2 separate regions of the Mus musculus genome follow, and region 1 is linked to region 2. A link is a contact called in public Hi-C data. All regions are on one chromosome and are shown on one strand. The core of a region is the stretch at or near the end of the contact, and the rest is flanking DNA. Distances in the headings are between cores, read along the strand shown. Region 1 has its middle 5.2 kb from the start of Gm36660. Region 2 has its middle 16 kb from the start of Gm36834.

What was found. A called contact is a pair of places that touch in the nucleus more often than the background predicts.
Region 1: a Hi-C map of the CH12 cell line shows a contact between it and region 2, with 2.2 times the contacts expected there. The contact joins two enhancer-like sites. A contact is called at or near these places in 2 of 39 promoter capture datasets (liver and pre-B cells), 2 of 15 datasets of contacts at CTCF or cohesin (large pre-B cells and pro-B cells), 46 of 484 Hi-C or Micro-C datasets (the 63-12 cell line, B cells, the C10 cell line and 27 more) and 14 of 115 datasets of contacts at active chromatin or transcription factors (bone marrow-derived macrophages, cardiomyocytes, craniofacial prominence and 8 more).

The regions. Positions count from the first base shown.
Region 1 is chr12:80,088,722-80,093,846 of GRCm38.p6, reverse strand. No RefSeq gene overlaps it. Among named protein-coding and RNA genes, the nearest start is that of Gm36660, 5.2 kb to the right of the region's middle. Within about 2 kb of position 2,591, at least 26 of the 459 cell types and tissues checked have an H3K27ac peak or open chromatin away from gene starts, as enhancers often do. A contact at or near this core is called in B cells and the CH12 cell line, where this site is marked.
Region 2 is chr12:80,000,534-80,006,326 of GRCm38.p6, reverse strand. No RefSeq gene overlaps it. Among named protein-coding and RNA genes, the nearest start is that of Gm36834, 16 kb to the left of the region's middle. Within about 2 kb of position 4,431, at least 70 of the 459 cell types and tissues checked have an H3K27ac peak or open chromatin away from gene starts, as enhancers often do. A contact at or near this core is called in B cells and the CH12 cell line, where this site is marked.

The DNA of each region.
Region 1 (5,125 bases), core at 1,342-3,841, 89 kb before region 2:
GCTTTAGGTGTTTAGAGGAAAAGCTTGAGAAAAGGACTGGGGTTCGAATTTATTTGAGAGTTGATTCCAGGAAGCACCAATAGGTTTGGAGAGGCTGAGTCAGAGGAGAAGGTAACCAATAAAGAACCTCTTATCAAGACAGCCATGGACAGGGTGGCCCTGGGCCTTCGTGATGCTGAGAAGATCTGAAAACTGATGAAGGATGTATGCCTTAGACATAGAGTACATCAGGGGTAAGGTAAGGGAGCTGTGGTATTGATGGCCCATCTCCCTCAGTCATTGGTTGAAGGCTGCCTGGCACTTTTCGGCATCTATGAGGGTGGTGAGAACCCATGGACAGACATAGGGTCTGGCAATTAGAATTGGACAGATGTGGGGTTGGAATGATGGCTTAACATTTAAGAGCACTGGCCTTTCCTTCCAAAGAATCCAGGTTCAAATCCCAGCATCCATATTCCAGTTCACAACTATCTGTAATTTCGGGGGGGGGGTCTGACACATTCACACAGACATACATAGAGGCAGAACACCAATGCAAATAAATTAAAAAAAAAAGAATTGGACAGCTGTACACCAAAATGGTGTGAAGGAAGGGGTTGGGATCTGGGTCTGTGACTGCTTCTGTGCCCACTGTGTCAGCACAGGTTGGCATCGCCATTGGACTCCAGGGCTTTTGTAGAGGAGCTAACCCTGCCCTGAGACAGTTAGCTTTTGCTATATAATAGAATATCTCATCAAATTAGGACCTGAAATAACCATTTATTTAGCTTTCCATTCAGTGGACAACTTGAGCTGGGCTCAGCTGCACTCAGCTGGGCTTAATTGTGTTTCTGTGGTCAGAAGGCCAATGGCTGGGAGCTGTGGAATTTAAGACAGCCTCTGTGGGACAGCTCATCCCTGTTCACATGATCTTGCAGGCTAGCTGGGAATTGTTCTCAGGGTGGCCATGCACTCCAAGAGAGTGAGGGTGGGCAGGCAAGAGGTCTGGATTGCTGGACTTGGAACTGGCACACCACCTCCATCAACCTCTGTTGGCCAAAGTCACAAGGCAAGCCCAGAGTCATGGGGTAAGGAAAGAGTCCCCTTGATAGGAACAACTGCGAAGTCGTGTTCAGGAGGGCAAGTTCAGGAAGAGGAACACACATAGCTATTTTTGCAATAATCTACCATGGTCCATGCCCTTTGGCATCTTATGATCATGGGTAGACAATCAAAACCAGTGTGTGCTCTGCTATTTTAAACACAGGAGTCAGGAGCTCTCTGCCTCAAGGATGGGAAAGTATCTATCCTGTGTTACCTCCTTCCTGGCTACTTTTAGATCTCATCTCCTTGGGCTGCTTTAAGAGTGCAGTCATTTTTGATGGGTCGCATGCAATGTGTGTTTCCTGCAGCAGTGGCCTTGTGGACAGAGAGCAGAAAAGAGCTGAGTTATCTGAAGCTAGGTCAAGGATGGGCAATTTGTGTTTTGGCAACTTAATTTGTCGTCATTGCTTTTGACTGGATGTAGACCCTTCTGCATGCTAGGCACTCCACTATGGAAATCCAGCCTCCTTATCTTCAATGTTAAAGAAAGTCCCTCCCTTCCAAGACAGGAGGGATTTTTGGATTATCTCTACCTGGGAAGTCAAGTGTAAATTAAGCAGGTGGAGTGCAAATGTTTAGGGGTCAAAGGTGGTCTGCCTGAAGAGTTCTTACCTGTGGTGTTGTGATTTGCCTTGGAACCCAAAGGGACCTTCTTCATGGTCTAGGTACCACTTTCTGGATATCTTGAAATTGCCCTTTATAGCCATTGTGAGCCAGGAGAATTGCCCAGAGTGATGGAGGCACTAGGGCTGTAAACCCAACACTCTTACTTACCATCAGACCTCATTGTTAGTTTTCTATGTGCCCAAGCAGTGCATTGAGAGGAAATAATTTTGAGGATCAACAGTTGCCATCCCTCAATGTCATACACCTTCCAGCCATACTTAGCAAGGAGTCAGCCTCAATCTCCCTTCCTTATCCCCTCATCCTGTGAAACCTTCCCACCCCTCCAGCCTACCCTGACCAGCGTAGGAGCCTCTCCTCTTCCACAGCACAAACACTGCAGGAAGTTTGGGCAGCCACAGGGTTGATAGGGCCATCGCCACCTGTTGTCCATCTCCAGGAAAGAATCAGAGCAGGGAGAATGGCAACTTGCATCTGTCTGCTGGGTAGCAGAAAGCACACTGCAGGAGCTATGCCTTTCTGTTTACCTTTCAAATTCGTGCAGAGAACTCATTTATAGCAGCTGCTTCCAGACACAGTCCAGATCATCCAGAGATGGGTCAGTCCCCTCGGGCAGGTAGTGGGGCTGTTCGATGAAATTTAACTCTCATTATCTGAAAGGCTCACTGGGTATCTCCCATATGCCCCCACAACAACGGGCTTTGCTGTTGCTTCGCTCACAGAACTCTTAGGTAATTTTTCTCTCGCTTGCCTCGGCTAGATTACCCTCTTCTGGAAGCGCCTGGAGGAATATCAGCAACCACCTGCTGGGCGACAGGAGTGGGGCTCAGATGAGGTGGAGGCAAGGGAAATGCTTTGCATACCAGCTTTGTACAGGCTGGGAGGGGCTGCCCAGGACAGTGCCTGTACCTTTGTGAGCACTATTGTCACCAGGTCTCACTGTGGTTCTTCATATGCACACTCACTTATGATTCGGGCAACAGCCTCGTTTTAGAGATGGCCAAGACCTGAAGCACAGAGTGGTTAGGAAATTTGCCCAATATGGCTCAGCTGGTTCCAGCACCCGGCTAGAGGACATGGGCATTATCCCATTAGTTTTACAACAGCCTTAAGAAGTAATTGGTTCTTTATTGTATTGGCTCATGAGAGCAGATTGCTAAATGTCCAGGTATTTTGTGAGTCAACCATTATTAAGTGTGAACTCACACAAATGTGAACTCATACAATTAATCAGATCAATTATACTAAAAGCAAATGTAATAACTCCCCCAAGCTCATCCATTCCTGACTCTTTCTCACTGTCCGAGTGCAAAGCAAAGTAGTTGCTACTTTGGATTAAAAAAAAAATCCTTTTTTTTTTCTGTTGGGTGGGAAGAGACTGCCTCAGCCGGAAGCCACTTCTTCCGGCCATTCTCCAGGGCAGATCACGGTAGGAAACAGCCACCCAGGCCTCCAGGAAGAAAAACACCCGCTTCCCATGCTCCCAGAACAGCAATAGAAAGTTCTGTGCTTGGGCTTTGAGACCCCTATCTGGGTCCCAGAAGAACTGGGCTTCTCTGGTGGAATGGTGGGTAGGAAAAGTGTGTGTGTGTGTGTGTGTGTGTGTGTGTGTGTGTGTGTGTAAGAGAGAGAGAGAGAGAGAGAGAGAGAGAGAGAGAGAGAGAGAAAATGGTCTTTGTAGCCCCGGACCCAGAGGGTTTCCCGTGTTACTTGTACTCTGAGATTTTGGAGGCAGCTGATCTAGAAGAATTCATGGTTTTGGGTACCAGATAGACCTGAGTTAATCTCGTGGCCCTCTCTGCCTTCTGTAAAATAGGTGACCTTGGTCAAGGCATCTCACTTCTCTGAGCCTTAAATTTTTCATCTGTAGAATTGGAGACCTTCTGAAGGGAGCTGTGGCATAAAAACCAGCCAAGCAGAAAGCATGCAAAACATCAAGCCGAACTAGTAAAGACCAACAGCAATTGTGTCTGAGTGGCTGTGCTAGGCTAGGAGGATTCTTCTATGGATGGACAATAGTCCAATATCCAGGTACCAATGCAGAGGGGCACTGACTATGGATGTGCTGTGCTGAGATAGCTGTAGATGGACAGCCTAGACATACAGGAGATGATCCTAACTTGTCTTGTTCAGGAATTGAATGAATAAATGTCTCCCAAAACCTACTTGCACCTATGGGATACAGAAGAAACAGAGGAAACCTTGATTAGTGGAAGGAGTGAGGCCCCAGGAGGAGCCCTTTTGGGAGGTTGGTTGGAGACCTTCTCAAGGGAGAGCTCCCTGGGGGATCCCAGTTCTTCACTTTGTTTCAGTAAAGTGGAGAAAGAAGTAGCTGCATGCAGTTGGCCTCAGGCACCACAAAGGTGCTCTGTGTTCCCTCATCTTTGCTGCAGAGGACTGACTGTATTTATCTGCCATTGCTCAGACCTAGGTAGAGTTAAAATCTTCTTAGGTGAGTATCGTTGACTTTCCTGGTTGAAGGGACAATTCCACGAAGGGTCTGAAGCTAGTGTAAGACCAACAAGCCAGAGAACAAGGCTCTCCTCAAACCACTGCCCTTGGAGGCTGGGATCCAGTAGGCAATCAGGCCCTTCTGGCCCTCCTGGTAGCAGGCTTCTCTCCAGTGGTCCTGGAGTCAGGAGCCTCTCTGGCAGACATGTCTACTATGTGAATTGAAGAAGTCTAAGGTTGTGTCAGGAATGGTATTGTACTGGTGTTTAGGGGACCAGGGCTCTTGGCAGATTGTCATTGCACTTTACCAAAAGTCACCTTGTCTCCCAATCCATCAGTCAATCAACGACATATGTACAATGATAATGTTACTCAGCTGTGTTCAATAGTATCGAAAGGGGTCCTGATTTTTAAAAAAAAAAAATTTAAAAATTTTTCCCATATTTTTTTCTATTAGATATTTTCTTCATTTACATTTCAAATGCTATCCTAAAAGTCCCCTATGCCCTCCCCCCACCCTGCTCCCCTACCCACTCACTCCTATTTCTTGGCCCTGGGGTTCCCCTATACTGGGGCATATAAAGTTTGCTAGACCAAGGGGCCTCTCTTCCAAATGATGGCTGACTAGGCCATCTTTTGCTACATATGCAGCTAAAGACATGAGCTCTGGGGGTACTGATTAGTTCATATTGTTGTTCCACCTACAGGGTTGCAGACCCCTTCAGCTCTTGGGTACTTTCTCTAGCTCCTATATTGGGAGCCCTGTGTTCCATTCTATGGGGTCCTGATTTTAATCTTAGCAGAGGTAAAACGAGCGGATAAAATGCCAGGTTCCTGTCACAGGGTGAAGTCATTCACAGAATGACTTCCCTTCTCTGCACTTCTCCCACTGTTGTCTCCATGGCCCAATCATTCCTCAGTAGAAGCCAAAGAGAAATAAACAGAAAGAAGATCAATTTTCCTGGGC
Region 2 (5,793 bases), core at 3,182-5,681:
TATCCTCCAAAGTTTTTACACTGAGTATTTATTGTGTGTGTTGTGTGTGTGTGTGTAGTGTGTTGTGTATGTATTTCACTCTGTATACTCCCTTTGATTAGAAAAGTTCTAGTTCAGCTCCTTATTTTTGTTTGATTTCTTGGTACAGAGGAGCTATATTTGCTTTCCTCACCATGAAAATAGGCCCAACATCCCCCCGAATTGATAGCTAAAAGATTGCCCTTAGTCACTACAGGAATTGATGCACGTTTAAGCTTGACCAGGTCTGGCTAGTATACAGCGCTGGTCAGCATGGTTGGGTGAACTGTGGATAAATATTTAGAGTTGCTTACAAACAGTGAGGAAAAAAAAAAAAAAAACCCAAACCCTAAACCAACCAACCAAACAAACAAAAAACCCAGCCTGCCCTGTAGAGAATGTTCTGGCCGTGGTTTGTAGCTGCGGCCTGTCTGAGATCGCATGGGAGACACTGTTCACAGTGCGAAGCCAGAGACTCCATGGCCAGGACGCTCTTAGATGGGGTTTGCACGGCTGTGTCCTGGCTGTCAGGCCCCACAGGAGATGAGCCTGATGATCTCATGGTTATTTTCCATCCCTTATGATCTATGGGACTTCCCTGATGCTTGTGTAGCTGTTTGTAATTTGTTCTTTGGCTAGTCCTTTTTACACGGCTCTGAAGGAAAACAGTGATTTCCGCATTTTTTTGGGTCATAAATGGCAGAGGATTTGGTCCCTCTCCTCGTAGATTTGCCTTGGGTTCTATTATCTGTCATGAAAGAAAGAGGCTTATGGAAAAAGGAAGTTCGTTTGACAAAGATTTATCTATTTTTATTTTTATGTGTATAGGTGCTTTACCTGCACGAATGTGTACCATGTACATGCAGTACTGACAGAGGCCAAAAGAGGGCGTTAGATTCCCCGGAACTGGAGTTACATATGGTTGTGAGCTGCCATGTGGGAGCTGGAAATTGCACTTGAGTCCTCTGTGCTTTTAACTACCCAGCCATCTCTCCAGAACCCCCCAAATAAAAGTCTTTATCAGGTGAACCTGGATTCTCTAGAACTTCTTGTCTAAGATGTGTTCATCTACCAATAAGGACTGTCCAGTGCCAATCCTAGCCCTGTGTCCCTGCGGGTCTCAGAAGACAGAATAGCTTCTGTCTCTGCCTAGAATTGTGAAAATTTCTGAAGAAGGTTTTGACGTAACGGCAAATGCCGTTTTTGAGGCAATAGAATCTTTCCACTCATTACAAACCACCCTTCTACAAAGCAGATTTTTAAATCCTTCCCTAGTATGAGTAAGGACTGAGAAACAACAGATGATTTCTGCTTTCATCCAAATTACATGGAAAGTTCCAGGGGCTCCAGGAGGGAAGGACAGGGAGGAGAACAAAAACAGAACATCGGGGTCTCAGGATGTCCAGCTCCAGTCCCAGCCTCTGGGACTCACCACTTCTGACATGTCATCGAGCCTATAAATACCGTTCTCATCACCTGCAGCTGCAAAGCTAACGTCGCTTAGCTTGCCTGGATCTGCATTTATGGTCTTGCTTGATTGCAGAGCACACAGTTCACCCAGCCACCTCCCTCCTTGGGTCTCTGTGGGATTCTAGGGCTATCAGGGGATTGCCTAGAATGGAAAACCCATTAAACTACTGCCCCCAAGAAGGAACTGCCCGGTCCCAGGCTCACAGCTTCATTTAACTTTTCCATAGTTCCTCATGACTCTGTATCCATTTGTTCCCTCAAAATCCATTTTGGATAATCAGTCAACTACGTAAGCACTGTCCAAGGTCTGACAGTGTTCAGAGCACTGTGGAGATGTCCCTGGGGCATACAAAAATACTTTAAGACAGGGTTGGAGATACAGAGACTCATTAGAAAGGCAAGGCCCTGTGCATCTGCATCAGAGGACAGATAGGGGTAGCCACTGATGTGGAAACAAAGTGTAGGGAGGAAGTAGCCAGGATGTGAGGCGGAGGGAAGAGGCAATGTATCTCCAGGCCTCTGGAAGGTTTGTTAGGGAGCGGGATGAGATGCCAGAGAGGACAGAGTTGGAAACTGGAAGATGGGTGACAGCAACAAAGTAGGCAGGGATAGTAGTCCCCCAGGTGTGTAAGCCTGTGAATGTGAATTCAGGTGGGCAGAAGAGAGGAGTAGCACACAGACTGGAGAGGTGAGACAACCATGCTATGGGAAGCTTTACATTTTTAAGGTCCTGTGTACAATCTCCTGCCCTTCCTTCCTTTTGCAAGAACTAGTTGTTTTATGTTTGTCATTGCATCTTTGCCCCATGTGCTGTTTTCTAGAATAAGACTGTGTTATGAGCATCTGACATTTGCTTCGGGAATCTTCCTTTTGTCTCCCTCCCTCCTCACAATGGCTCACCAAGTGTGGAAGTCTCCAAGGGTCCTTTGCCATCTCAGCGTGGGTGACTTGCCAGGTACCATGGGTGCCTCGTAGACAAGACAAGCTGGCTTTCTCTTGGCAGGGAGTTTCATTTTGCCAATGGAACCAGACTTGGAAGAAACCAGATCGAGTGTCTGAACTATGTCCCCATAGACTGCCATCTTGGGAGGGCCAGGGGCAGACGCCAGGAGCTGGCCAGCGTCAGGGTACAATCTGGTAGCCACAGAAGAGCTCTCATCCTTGGAGAGTCTGAGTGCGTACTGACACCTGTTTGGCTTGGCTGGTCCTGGCTGGTCGCGTTTCCAACAGAGATGAGCAGGAGATGGATGAGTGGCTGAGAGCCGGCAGTGGTGGGAAAGAAAAAAAAAATCAGTTCAGGGGTAGACATCCACGAGGCAAACCCTAGTTAGACTGGTTCGCTGGACGACGTGAACCAAGCTTTCTCGTAATCATTTGAAGCACGCCGATGGAAGACAAGGGTGGGATGAAACTTCACGGAGCTGTTTATTTTTTGCATAAAAGGAAGATTAAAAAGAGCAAATGGCTAGAAGGGCAATGGACAGGGTTTAGTGGATAAGAAGAAAATCCATTGCTGGGAATTATGTGGGCCTGGAGGTTTGTGGTCCGGGGGTTGGTGTATGTGGGGGAGCTATGGTAGTAGTTCTTGGGCCCTTTCTCTGTCTGGGCTCTTGGCTTACTGCTGCGAACATGGCTTCTGGAGACCAAGAGGCTTTGTGGCAGAGGTACGCCATAAAGACTTACTCCCACCAAGGTAGCTGCAGCAGGGGGGCTTGCCACGCCTCCCCGCCTGCCTTACAACCATGACTTTTTTACTCAGAGACTGTCCATCTGTCCAGCCACTCCGCCAAGCCCAGAAGCCCCATGCTGGCTTCCTTTGGAAGAGCCCCAGCTCCCAGGGTGACCTCGGTAACAGCCGGGTACACGGACGACTTCAATCCCAAACTTCCCGTTACCAGGAAGAGCTTGGCCCAGGCTGTGAAAGTTACAATAACACAGTGGCTGTTTCTGAGCAGGAGCCTTCTGTGAAGTCATCGGGATAGTTCTCTCAGCAGCGTGTCTAATTTTCCCTGGCTGCCTTTCTGGGAGCCGGGCACCCAACCCAATTTAGTCCCTCCACTTTGGCTCATTCCTAGACTTCCATGCCATAAATCTGAGCCCCCCTCAGTGCCTGATCCCACCAGCAGGCAGACAATTCAGAATTAGCCATCGTCATGGTTGTCTAAACTGACAGGCAGGGAAACTGAGGCACAGCAGGCTACAGGGCCCTGTCCCACCTCCCACAGTGACCCAGCAGCACGGGTTGCCAGCAAGGCCCAGGATTCTGGCTGGAACTTTAACTATGGAACTCTTATGGAGGGCTAGGGGCCATGTGAATGGTTTCAAAGCTTTTACTGGGCCTCATTTGGCTCCAGATCCCAGAACTGTGTGCAATTGGATTTTGATGGGAATGCTGTGGAGTAGGAAGTGTGTTTGTGTGTGTGTGTGTGTGTGTGTGTGTGTGTGTGTGTGTGTGTGTGTGTGTGTGAGAGAGAGAGAGAGAGAGAGAGAGAGAGAGAGAGAGAGAGAGAGAGAGAGAGTGGTGGGCTTGATGGTGCTGTTTGGAATCCTTTTATGCTTTCTTGCCTGGAACTTGACAAGCCTCAGAGTAGAGGAAAAAACCAGAAAACTCAAAAGCAATGGGGGTGAGAGAAGAATCCTCCCAAAGCCAGGGTGCAGGCTGTGGGCAAATGCCTTTCTTTCTTCACCCAGAACCCCTGCCCTCAGGCACAGTAGGCTAGCTGGCTGGGCTGGTTTGGCCAGTCCAAGCCAAGGTTGGACTTTTGATTGCAAACACTCTCTCTTGCAGCCCCAGGCCTCCTGGGCGTGGCCTAGTGCTCTGGAGAGGGGGTGTGGGGGAAGCAAGTGGGGCCTTTGGGTTTCAGACAATTTCTAGGAGTCTCAGGGGACCTACATATTTCCTATGTAAAGTCCAGTCTGTTTGAAATTAGACTTCTCTTTTTTTGCTTATTTCCGGAGAGATTAAAAATAGAGACTCAGGCTTAATCTGGGAGCCTCTGAGATCAACAGGGCCCTGTTTCCATGAGTATGAAAATACCAAGCAGTCTCACCCATGATCGCAGGTCATGCATAGCAGGCCGGGTGTGTGTGTGTGTGTGAAGGAGTTTTAAGTTGTGCTCATTCTCAACAGCTAAGATTCTGTTTCTAGACCACAGCAAGGACACCTTCTTTCTAATTTCAACTAGAATAGAAGAGATCAGCACTGTTGAGGGCCCCAAACCCTTGTTGTGCTTCAGGTTTCTTGATGAGCTCAAGTTGCAGGTCCTGCCCGTCCACACAACCATTCAGTTCATAGTATGTATGGGGGGCAAGGGGTGGGCATCCTCTCTCTTCTGAGGATGCTTTTCAGGTTTCCTAGCTGTTGGCTGATGATAGCAGGTCAAACCCTCTGATGGTGCTTGCTCAGGAAAAAAGTAGATAAAGAAATAGAGAAATCTAGGTTGGACATCCTGGCATAGGCCAATAATCATAGTATTCAGAGGATGAAGGTCAGAAGATAGGTAGTTGGAGGCTAGCCTGGGATACATAGTGAATTGAGGCTACCCTAATTGCATAGTAAGTCCCTGTCTCAAACCAAACAAACAGATGGATGGATAAAGAAATGTGGCATACACACACACAGTGGAATCTTGACTGAAAATCCATCCCCCCCCACACCCCTAAATACTATTATGTGAGTAAATACCAATATATACATATGAAAATGCCACAGCAAAATCCATTATTTTGTACAGTAACAAAAAATATTTAAAACACAAAATCAAAGCAAAACAGAGATCTACTTGGTTCTAATCTCTGAAGAACTTAGATGAACACACTAGGGAAAAGTAGGAGCCATTTGTGACCGTAGACTTTTTACTCCCGAGGAAAGGGAGTAAACCATAGTGAACTACACATGCCTGAGACGAGGGAGCAGCAACTTTCTTGGGTACACAAAGTGGAGTGTGACAGAGACGAAACTCAAGAAAATAGTCTAATCTTTCAGCATATTCAATTCTAAAAAGGAGATACTGGCTAGTGGACTTCCTGCCTGGAGTTCTGTGTCCCATCTGGGGACCTCTTGGTGCTGCTCTCCAGCATTAAGTCACATGGTCATGCCTGTGTCTGTGTACCTGAGTTTGCTCCGTATAGGACTAGTGCGGGCCAGCATCCTTACTTCTGCTCAACTCTCAATGTACATTTGAGTAACTACTACATACAAGGATTCTTTGGTTGCTAAGGACCGAAAATCTGTCTCAAATTCCTTTAGCAAAAGGGAAACCCAATGGTCCATGGAATGGAAAGACCCAGAATTCAAGTTAGCAT